Regions from separate parts of the Sus scrofa genome. Here region 1 is linked to region 2. The links are chromatin contacts, called in public Hi-C maps. All regions are on one chromosome and are shown on one strand. Each heading gives the region's core, a stretch centred on a gene start, on an enhancer-like site or on the middle of the called end of the contact. The rest is flanking DNA. Distances are from core to core; before and after follow the strand shown.

Region 1 (5,049 bases), core at 702-3,201, 150 kb before region 2:
TTTTTTTTTTTTTTTTTTGCTTTTTAGGGCCACATTTGTGGCACATGGAAGTTCCCAGGCTAGGGGTGGAATCAGAGCTGCAGCTGCTGGCTTACACCAGCACCATAGCAACTTGAGATCTGAGCCACGTCTGCAATCTACACCACAGCTCACAGCAACTCTGGGTCCTTAACCCTCTGAGCAAGGCCAGCGATTGAACCCGTGTCCATGCTGTCTGGACACACCACCCTCCCCACACCTACATGTGTTCATCAAACAGCAGCTCTCTGAACCCCTTCCTTTTGGGTCTGAGGTCTTCATTACTTAGGTGATGTCGAGATTAAATCACTGGCCATTGGTGGATTCAACCTCCAGCCCCTCCCCTCTCCCCAGTGGTTGGGGTGGGACTGAAAACTCCAAACCTCCAATCACAAGGTTGGTTCTCCTGGCAACCTGCCCCCAGCCTGAGGTGCTTTCCAAAAGTTACCTCCTTTACATAACAAAAGACACCTTTATGCTCTTAACATTTAAGACATTTCTAGTGTTTCAGGAGCTCTATGCCAGAAACAAGGAAAAGACCAAATATGTCCTTATTATAGATCAGAATATCACAGTAGGCCAGTGAACAAATAAACTGGTCTACGTATACTTACTGAAATCCTATAGAAAGCTGAAATGGGAGTTCCTGTGTGGCTCAGTGGGCCACGGGTTAACGATCCTGTGTTGTCACTGCAGTGCCTAGGGTTGCTGCTGTAGCACTGCTTCAGAGGAACTCAGGAACTTCCACATGCCACAGGCATGGCCAAAAGAAAAAGAAAAAAAAAAAAGAAAGCTAATATGTACAAACTAGATCTATACATATCAATGTGAATAAATCGCAAAACATGTGGCTATGGAAAGCAAGTTACAAGAGGGAATGTACTGTATGATTTCTAATATTTAATACAAATATTTAAAGCACAGAAAAGAATAGTATGTATCATTTAATGAGTAAATCTATATAAGTTTAAGTACACATACATGAAAATATTGTGTTAGTGTGGTCACCTCTGAGGAAAGAGATAGAGGATGGGATGGGGTGGCTTTATCTGCACTTAATATATTCTTTTTTAAAAAGAGAGAAAATTGGAGTTCCTGTGGTGGTGCAGTGGTTAACAAATCCGACTAGGAACCATGAGGTTTCGGGTTCCATCCCTGGCTTTGCTCAGTGGGTTAAGGATCCGGCGTTGCTGTGAGCTGTGGTGTAGGTCCCAGACACGGCTCGGATCCTGTGATGCTGTGGCTCTGGCGTAGGCCAGCAGCTATATAGCTCCGATTCGACCCCTAGCCTGGGAACCTCCACATGCCACAGGAGCGGCCCTAGAAAAGGCAAAAAGACCAAAAAAAAAAAAAAAAAAAAGAGAGAGAGAGAGAGAGAAAATTGCTTCTGAAGCAAATAAAGCAAAACGTTAACATCTGTTAATAAGGGATATTGATACATGAGTTTCTGTTGATATTTTCTGCACTTGGCTGTATATTTGAAATGTCGTCATTTAACATTTAAAACTTAAAAAAAAAGACAAAATCACTGCTTTTGTGTACAGGAAAAAGATTTTCAATTAATTATATTGTTTTAAATTCAGAGAGTAGAACACCATAGATATTATAATAGTAATTATATTACTTAGCATAGCATGTATCTCTTTTTATGTGTATCTCTAATTATAACTAGTGTCAATACATTCTGCTAAAATTTTCCATAAATGCCTTAACTATAGACTTTATATTTTCATTAAGTGTGATCACTGGGCTTCTGTTTTTCTAAGTTACAGCTACAGCAACTGACAAGGCCAATTGACTGTTTCCTTGTTTCAGTAAATGGAGCTGGGCCAGACCCTAGTTTGCTCCCGGGGAATCACAGTCACATGTCTGAATAGTCACAGGGCCCCTCTCCTGGAGACAGTGCAACCACAGGCTGCAGGCCATCAGGGAGGGCCCCTGGTCTTTCCACAGTTTTCTAAACAAGGGAGCAAGGCTGGGAACAGCCCCAACAATGCTTCCAGTATTCCTAATTTTATCTCCAGTTTTGAAAGGACTAATTGTTTGACTTAAGAGCAGGGGTAGGAGGTGATGAATTATGGGGATGCCTGCAAGTTACCAGCGATGAGCCCCTTGATCCACATTAGTAGGTGTGTTTATGTAATCTCTATTGTGGTGTAAGGCCTAAAATTAATATGTTGTGCCACCTTGCCATCTAAAACTGAGAGGGCCTTGAGTGGCCTAACTGCATCCTGCTACCCACTCTGCCCCTCAGAGAGGGTCTCCTAGACAAACAACCCCTCTGACCCTTCTTAACCCAGGGACGAGGCATAGACCTGCTTACCCCTGAAGACTAGGCTTCACTTCCCTGCCAGGCCACAGATTTATTCAAACAAGGCAACCACATACTCTTGTAAAAACAGGAGTCACTTTATCCTCTTATTACTATAAAGCCTACTGCTCCCCTCACCCTCTCACCCTGACCCCCGACCCAAACCCAGCCCCTTCTTGTTCACTTTTTTCCTAAGTACAACTCCTGTCCAGCTCTGATGGTGCCGTATCTCCTCCCTTCCCTGGACAACAAACTGCCACCAATCCCATCTGGGTTAGGTGTCATATGATTCCTAGGGGAGAATCTCTCCCTCGTTAACAGGGTGAAGAGCAAGCAATTAAAACATTGATGGTTTTCACCTTTTCCTTCTTTAGACCAATCCTTAAAACTTCATGGCTGTTATTTCCAACCAGTTTACTCTGATCAGGAGGATGGGAATGGAAAAAAAGTGTATGCAAAATGTGTTTTCATGATCTATTTCTAGCTGAAAATTAATGTTTTTGTTTATTTGTTTTGGGGTTTTTTTTGTTTTGTTTTTTTGGTTTTTTTTTACTTTTTAGGGACACACTTATAGCATATGGAAGTTGCTAGGCTAGGGACTCGAATCAGAACTGCAGCCACAGCAATGCAGGATCCAAGCCACATCTGTGACCTACACCATAGCTCACAGCAATGCTGGATCCCTGACCGACTGAGCGAGGCCAGGGATCGAACCCCACATCCTCATGGTTACCAGTTGGGTTAACAACCCTCTAAGCCACAGCGAGAACTCCTGAAAATTAATAAGTTTCTGCTTGAGGGAGTTCCCATTGTGGCTCAGCAGATACCAAATCTGACTGGTATCCATGAGGATGCATGTCTAATCCCTGGCTTCACTCAGTGGGTTAATGATCTGGCATCATCATGAGCTGTGGTATAAGTCGCAGATGTGGCTTGGATCCCACATTGCTGTGGCTGTGATGTAGGCCAACAGCTGCAGCTCTGATTCAACACCTAGCCTGGGAACTTCCATATGCCATAAGAAGGGCCTTTAAAAAGACCAAAAAAAAAAAAAAAAAAAAAAAAGTTGTTTTTGCTTTGAACTCTCTAGTCACAGGGAAAGTGAAGGCAGAGGGTGGCCCGACAAAAAATAAAAAATCTTAGTCAGAAGATAGGATTTCCTGAAGATCATTCACCTAAAATGTTCAAAAACTGAATCAGGGTCACACAAAAAAGTTTTCATCACACGATATATAGAGTAAGTAGCAATTTAGTACTTTATCAGCCCAACATATAAATGATGAATTATTATGTCATAAACAATATCACATCATGGCATCACTGCCATGATGTCACTGTGATTGTCTGCCCTTTGGTACGTATTTGGCCACAGGGACATCACTGAACATCATACCACAGTCCACACATTATGGCACACCATCTCTCTCTCTTTTTTGTCTTTTTAGGGCCACGCCTGTGGCATATGGAAGTTCCCAGGCTAGGAGTCAAATTGGAGCTGCAGCTGCTGGCCTATGCCACAGCCATAGCGACACCAGATCTGAGCCATGTCTGTGACCTACACCACAGCTTACAGCAACACTGGATCTTTAACCTACTGAGCAACGCCAGGGATTGAACTCGAATCCTCATGGAGACTATGTTAGGTTCTTAATCCATTGAGCCATAAGGGGAACTCCTGACACATCATCTCTTTCTCTCTCTTTTTCTTTTTGTTTATCTTTTTTATGGCCGCTCCTGTGGCATATGGAGGTTTCCAGGCTAGGGGTCAAAGGCCGCTGGCCTACGCCACAGCCACAGCAACTCAGGATCCAAGCCGAGTTTGCGACTTACACCACAGCTCACAGCAATGCCTGATCTTTAACCCACTGAGTGAGGCCAGGGATCGAACCTGTGTCCTCATGATGCTAGTCAGATTCGTTTCCGCTGAGCCACGATGGGAAAGCCACATCATCTCTTTATTTTGTTTTATTGTTATTACTACTTTTTACACGAGCAATCATGAAAACAACTGAGTTAGAATGTTGATGTTGTTTGGATGTTTCATATTTAGAATCCTTGATGTACATTTCTTTTGAGTTCTTTTAGTAATTTTTTTTGGTCACAGGCACAGGTACTTTATGCTTCAAAGGTGCTTTTATGTTTATTTAATTTATTCTCACATCATAGACCAATTGGACTGAGATTTATTAATCAACAACAACAAAAAAATAGAGGTATAAACCTGGAGAGATTAATTTCCCCCCCCCAAAGTTACACAATCAGATAAATAGATTCTTGACTCAAAAAGAGTTTCTGACTCTTGCTTCCAGTGTTCTTTCTACTACTGAGATTCTCCTAACTTTTACCTCTTTATATTTCAGTTCCTCATAAATTGATTAGACTAACAAATGTCTCACAGAAATAGAATGTTGGCATTTAAGAGGCTTTGGAAATTATTCCAACAATCAACATATACAAAAGAAGGAAGATAACATGTTCCTGAGATAGGGACTGTGATTTTATTGAGGAGTAATCATAAAAGCACAATGCTGATTTATTTTCTTATTTCCTTTTTAGGGCCACACCTGCAGCATATGGAAGTTCCTAGGCTAGAGCTGTAGCTGTCGACCTACACCACAGCTCACAGCAACACTGGATTCTTAACCCGCTGAGTGAGGCCTGGGATCGAACCTGCATCCTCATGGATACAGTTGGATTCTTAACCCACTGAGCCACAGTGG
Region 2 (5,562 bases), core at 1,389-3,888:
ATCATGTGGCCACACCTAAGCGCCACATGGGGACGGGGCATTCATATTGTCCCTTCAGTGGTCATGTGCCAGATAACAATGGAAGGTTTATTAGTGTTCACAAGAACCAGGGAATGGACATAGTGGGTAACTTGCAGCCATGGCTCTGACCACATGAATTGAAAGCATGGATCTCTTCTCTCTCAATAAGTGGTGATGTTATCGATAGTGATATTCATTGCTAAGTGGACTGAAGGAGAGCAGGAGGCTCTGGGATCAACATAGGGCACAATAGAAGGGGTTGGAACACTGGTAGCACTGACAAAGTGGGCACAAGGCAGGCAGGTGTATGTGGTAGGTGCCAAATAGAGACAGCACAGTAGTTTTATTATTTTACTCTTATTTTTTGCCTTTTATTTATTAATTTTTTTCTTTTTAGGGCCATACCTGCAGCATATGGACGTTACCAGGCTAGGGGTTGAATGGGAGCTACAGCTGCTGGCCTACACCACAGCCATAGCAACACTGGATCCAAGCTGCATCTGTGACCTACACCACAGCCCATGGCAACGCCGGATCCTTAACCTACTGAGCGGGGCCAGGGATCGAACCCTCATCCTAATGGACTCTATGTCGGGTTCTTAACCTACTGAGCCACAACAGAACTCCTATTTTTTGCCTTTTAGAAGTTTTTGACAGTCCTCTGCCTATAGCGGTAAAAACTTTAATTCACCTTTGGAGCACAGACCTTTATTCTCCTAAGAGCTCTTCTTTGTTCCATGGGAAGACAGTAATAGCTTGTGTCTTTGGTTTGATCATGCTTATTATTTAGGTAATATTACTTGCTTCCTTAACCATAACCATTTATTTACATGATAATTATAAGAACCAACAATTCCTTTTTTTTGTTTGTTTGTCTTTTTGTTTGTTTGTTTTTCTTTTTAGGCATATGGAAGTTCCAGGGCTAGTGATAGAGCTGGAGCTACAGCTGCCAGCCTACACCACAACCACAGCGACGCGGGATCTGAGCCACATCTGTGACCTACACCACAGCTCATGGCAACGCTGGATCCTTAACCCACTAAGCAGGGCCAGGGATCAAACCCTCATCCTCATGGATTCTAGTTGGGTTTGTAATCCTCTGAGCCACAAGAGGAATTCTTCCCTGCTTTTTTTTGACACTCAAAATTATTAAAAGATGCTGGATGGACTATGATAGCTTGGACCAAAACTTGTTGACAGGGTAAGGCAATGGGTCCTTACATTTAAATAATTCACTGAGAGTAGAGGTTCCAACAACATTTGGAAACACAAGGGGAACATTTTCCTGGATGGGCAAGGCTTTAACTGTGCCATCTGGAATTGTGCATAGTAAGCTTCCTTCCTTGAAGAGGGGCTGTGGAGAAAGAGTCAAAATAGTTTGCCATTAACCTTACAAACCTTTTTCCCCAGCAAGTGTCCTTTCCTCTGCTATATTTGTGGCACCTGCATATATGCCTGTTCATACGTCACACCACTGCTCATCTATAGGCTCCTTCCTGTCCCAACTTTCCTTGGCTTCACAGAAGGGTGATGTGGGCAAGCTCTGCCCCACGACCAGCTCTGTCCCTTCTTTCCTTGTAGCTTCATCTGACCACATTCTAGTGTAGTGTAAATAGTTACTAGTGAAGGGTTTGGGGGTGTCTAAAGGACATTACAGTGTAAAAGAACTTACAACCTGACACTGAACTTGGCCATCTGAAGAGTCCTAGGTTGCAGAACTTTGTTTATACTCCTGCTACAGTCACAACCTTACCAAATAATTTGTCCCTCACTCTAGGGACACTCTCCTACAAATCCCACACAAACCGGGCCCAGCAAACACTCACAATGCTCAGGAAGTCCCATGTCCCTTTATGCAAGATCACAAAGGCTAGTGTGACAAAACACCAAGAGGGTGGGACCAGGCCTTTGTTGCTCCCACCCACCCCACCCACTCCACCCACCAACACAAAAGAATGCACAGCCTTTGAGCCCTCCTGCTGCCTGATTTTGTGTGGCCAGATCCCCACTCAGTGCTCCCAGGCAGAAAGCAGGAAGTTTATCAGGGCATGAAGATCTTCGTATTATCTTCTGACCTTACATTTTATCCATGAGTAACTGACAAAGGCTGCAAGTCCATAGTCAAAGAAATGTGCGGGGCCCTCCAGCCTGGCCAGTCTGGCCCAGAAAACGTGGTCTCAAGTACGCCGAGGCACTTCCACAGCACAGCCAGAGATGGGTCTTTGTACTTGGGGTTTGGTCACCTTCCAAGACCACACACCCATGTGAAGCAAAACTGGGCCTCCTTATTCTTCTGGTGGTTAGCTATTGGAACACCTCCCCCCGCCCCCCATCCCCGCAAACCTCCCAGTTCTAAAGAAGAGAAACCTTTTTCCTAAGTGCCATGTAATCTTTAATGATTCCCTACATGCAATGAAGCAGACTAGGGACAGTTTTTGTTTTTGCTGTTGACATTTCTGTGTCCCCAACTATCTTTCATAGGCCCTTGATGCATAGGCACCTGGCCTATTATTAATCTTTTCAAATAAAGCCACAAATACCAATAGCTAGGCTCCAGTTACACAAGGGCATGATTGAAATCATGGTTTTTAACCTTGGACCAGATGACACTTTTTGGCAACATATCCTCCCATCTTAGCTCCAGAAGCCATTGGGGGTTATATATGGTTTGATTATTCCCCTTGACCCAGAGTAAACCCCAGCAGTTGGGGAAGTTCAATTAAAAAGTTGTAACATCAGGAACCCAGAAACAGCTTCTCTCCTGGCTGAGAAGCCCTTGCAGGATTGACAGTGGCTGTGAAGTGCTGCTATAGATTGCCCAGGCTGCAATGGAATGCCAGCATCAGGATCTGGCAGCAGCATAGCTGTAGGTGAGGTCATTTGGGAGCCTGGAACCCCACCAAGGTGAGAAGATCCAGGGCTGACCCTTGAAACCGAGTAGGCACTTCTGAGTCTCCAGGCTGGCCATTGGAAATGGGACACAAGGAAGAAATAATATTATAACCTTTCCTAATCTAGACATGTGGGCCCTCAAGTGGCATATTCTCAGGCAGTAGGTGGAATTACATTACTTACATACCCAACTGGTGAAGTGGGACATATGGTTCTACACAACTAATTTTATTCCTGAAAAAAAAATGTTCTGAGGTGGTACTATTTTTATTCCTATTTTATACACAAGTAAAGTATAGTTTAGTAAAGTAACTTGTCTAATGCCACAGAGCTAATAGGTGGGAAAAATTAGATCTGAGCCCAGGTTTGCTGACTATTCTTTTGTTTGCTTGGTTGGTTGGTTGGTTTTTGGGGGATTTTTGCTTTTCAGGGCCATGCCTGCAGCATATGGAAGTTCCCAGGCTAGGGGTCAAATCTGAGCTACAGCTGCTGGCCTACACCACAGCCACAGCAACACCAGATCCGAGCTGGGTATGCGACCTACACCACAGCTCCTGGCAACACAGGATCTTTAACCCACTGAGCGAGGCCAGGAATCAAATCTGTGTCTTCATGGATACTAGTCAGATTCGTTTCCAATGAGCCACAACGGGAATTCCTGACTATTCTCTTTAAAAAAAAAAAATTTATTAGGGAGTATAGTTGATTTACGGTGTTGTGCCAGTTTCTGCTGTATAGCATAGCGGCCCAGTCTCACACACACACACACACACACACACACACACACACACACACACACAATTTTTTTTCCTCATGTTCTATCCTGAGAGATTGTATATAGTTCCCTGGACTGTACAGTAAGACCTCTTTGCTTATCCATTCTAAATGTAGCAGTTTGCATCTACTAACTCCAAATTCCCCATCCATCCCACTTCTTCCCCCTCCCCCTTGGCAACCACCAGTCTGTTCTCTATGTCTGTGAGTCTGTTTCTGTTTTGTAGATAGGTTCATTTGTACCATATTTTAGATTCCACAAACAAGTGGTGTCATATGGCATTAACCAGTGTGTCCCCCTGCCACTCACGACTGTCAACAAGGAGTGATTGACATCACCATGACACACCTTCTCTGTGTCCAGCCCTGGACCACACCGAACCTGAGCTTCACCTGTTGTAAAGTGAAGACTCAGAGCTAGATCTGGCTCCTGAAAAAAGCCCCACTTAGATGTTCAGTGTTTTTATTCAGAAAGTGCTGATCATACCTACAATGCTCTCAGAAGTGTGCTCAGTGTTTAGGAGATGTCAAGAAGCCTGGAGTTCCCGTCGTGGCGCAGTGGTTAACGAATCCGACTAGGAACCATGAGGTTGCGGGTTCGATCCCTGCCCTTGCTCAGTGGGTTAACGATCCGGCGTTGCCGTGAGCTGTGGTGTAGGTTGCAGACGTGGCTCGGATCCCGCGTTGCTGTGGCTCTGGCGTAGGCCGGTGGCTACAGCTCCGATTCAACCCCTAGCCTGGGAACCTCCATATGCCGCGGGATCGACCCAAGAAATAGCAACAATAACAACAACAACAACAACAAAAAAGACAAGACAAAAAAAAAAAAAAAAAAGAAGCCTACAGGATCCATGTTTTCTGTTCTCTAGCAGAAACAGAGAACAGAAAGGCATTTCTAAAATACCTTGCCATCTTGTTGGGGAAACACGAACAGTGCGTTTAATGGTTTACAAAGAAGCACTGTGCTGCAGCAGAGTAAGGAGGGGGCCCTGTGTTGACTGTCAGGTGTAGGGGCCGCCTTCTCCACGTTCTGTCAGGGAGGAGGCAGCCGTTATGTGTCCCAGGCTGCACCCCCCCACACACCTCTGGTTTCCTATTTACACTTACTTGAATTAAAAAAATGCCCTTTTCTGGAAAAAAACAAAAAAACAAAAAAACAACAAAAAAAGAAGGACTAAATTATGTGGTACTAAATCTTTTTTTTTTTTTTTTATAGCAGTTTAGAGAAGAAAGAGGTGAATATGGGCTGTTTTGACTCAGGAAGGCCTTATAATGAAGGGACTTGGAGCAAACTCTCAAGGACAGATGAGATTTGGAAGGAGGAAAAACTTAGACGCCCTTCCTAACCCTCTCCCCCACAACCAATGTCAGAGTTGGTTTATTTATTTGAAAGCTAATGATAGTAAGTTATGTAGTTTGCTTTTCTTTTCTTTTTTAAATGTCTAAAGAGATTCTACATTTAGAACAAAATATAAACACAAAATTTTTTTTAAAACATGGTACCATTGAAACCATCTAACTGTGTCGTGCACTTTTCTAGTCAATGCTCATGGGATATCTCGTGATTTCCCGAGGGTGACTATTCTGACCCAGCCACAAATAATTTCAATTTAAGACACAGGCAACTGCTGCCGTCTGAGAGATTTTTTAAAAATATAGTAAAGGATATGGGATTAAGATGCTTAGTTCCAGGGACCTGTTCTCTTTCCTAATTTTTCCTAACAAGGGGACCTGAAGCCTTTAAGTTTTTTTTGTTTTGGGGTTTTTGTTTGTTTGTGTTTTGTTTTGTTTCGTTTTTTCTTTTGGGGGCTGCACCTGTGGCATGGAAGTTCCCAGGCTAGGGGTCAGATTGGAGCTGCAGCTGCCGGCCTACAC

Evidence for each region. Hi-C and Micro-C count contacts between places; a contact is called where the count stands out from the background.
Region 1: a contact with region 2 is called in a Hi-C map of fetal heart ventricle, with 1.6 times the contacts expected there. The contact joins two enhancer-like sites.

What each region holds. Positions count from the first base shown.
Region 1 is chr16:33,979,898-33,984,946 of Sscrofa11.1, reverse strand. All of the region lies in intron 12 of LOC100737060 (chondroitin sulfate proteoglycan 4-like), which reads left to right. Among named protein-coding and RNA genes, the nearest start is that of SNX18, 210 kb to the right of the region's middle. Within about 2 kb of position 1,951, at least 29 of the 83 cell types and tissues checked have an H3K27ac peak or open chromatin away from gene starts, as enhancers often do.
Region 2 is chr16:33,829,902-33,835,463 of Sscrofa11.1, reverse strand. No RefSeq gene overlaps it. Among named protein-coding and RNA genes, the nearest start is that of SNX18, 56 kb to the right of the region's middle. Within about 2 kb of position 2,638, at least 3 of the 83 cell types and tissues checked have an H3K27ac peak or open chromatin away from gene starts, as enhancers often do.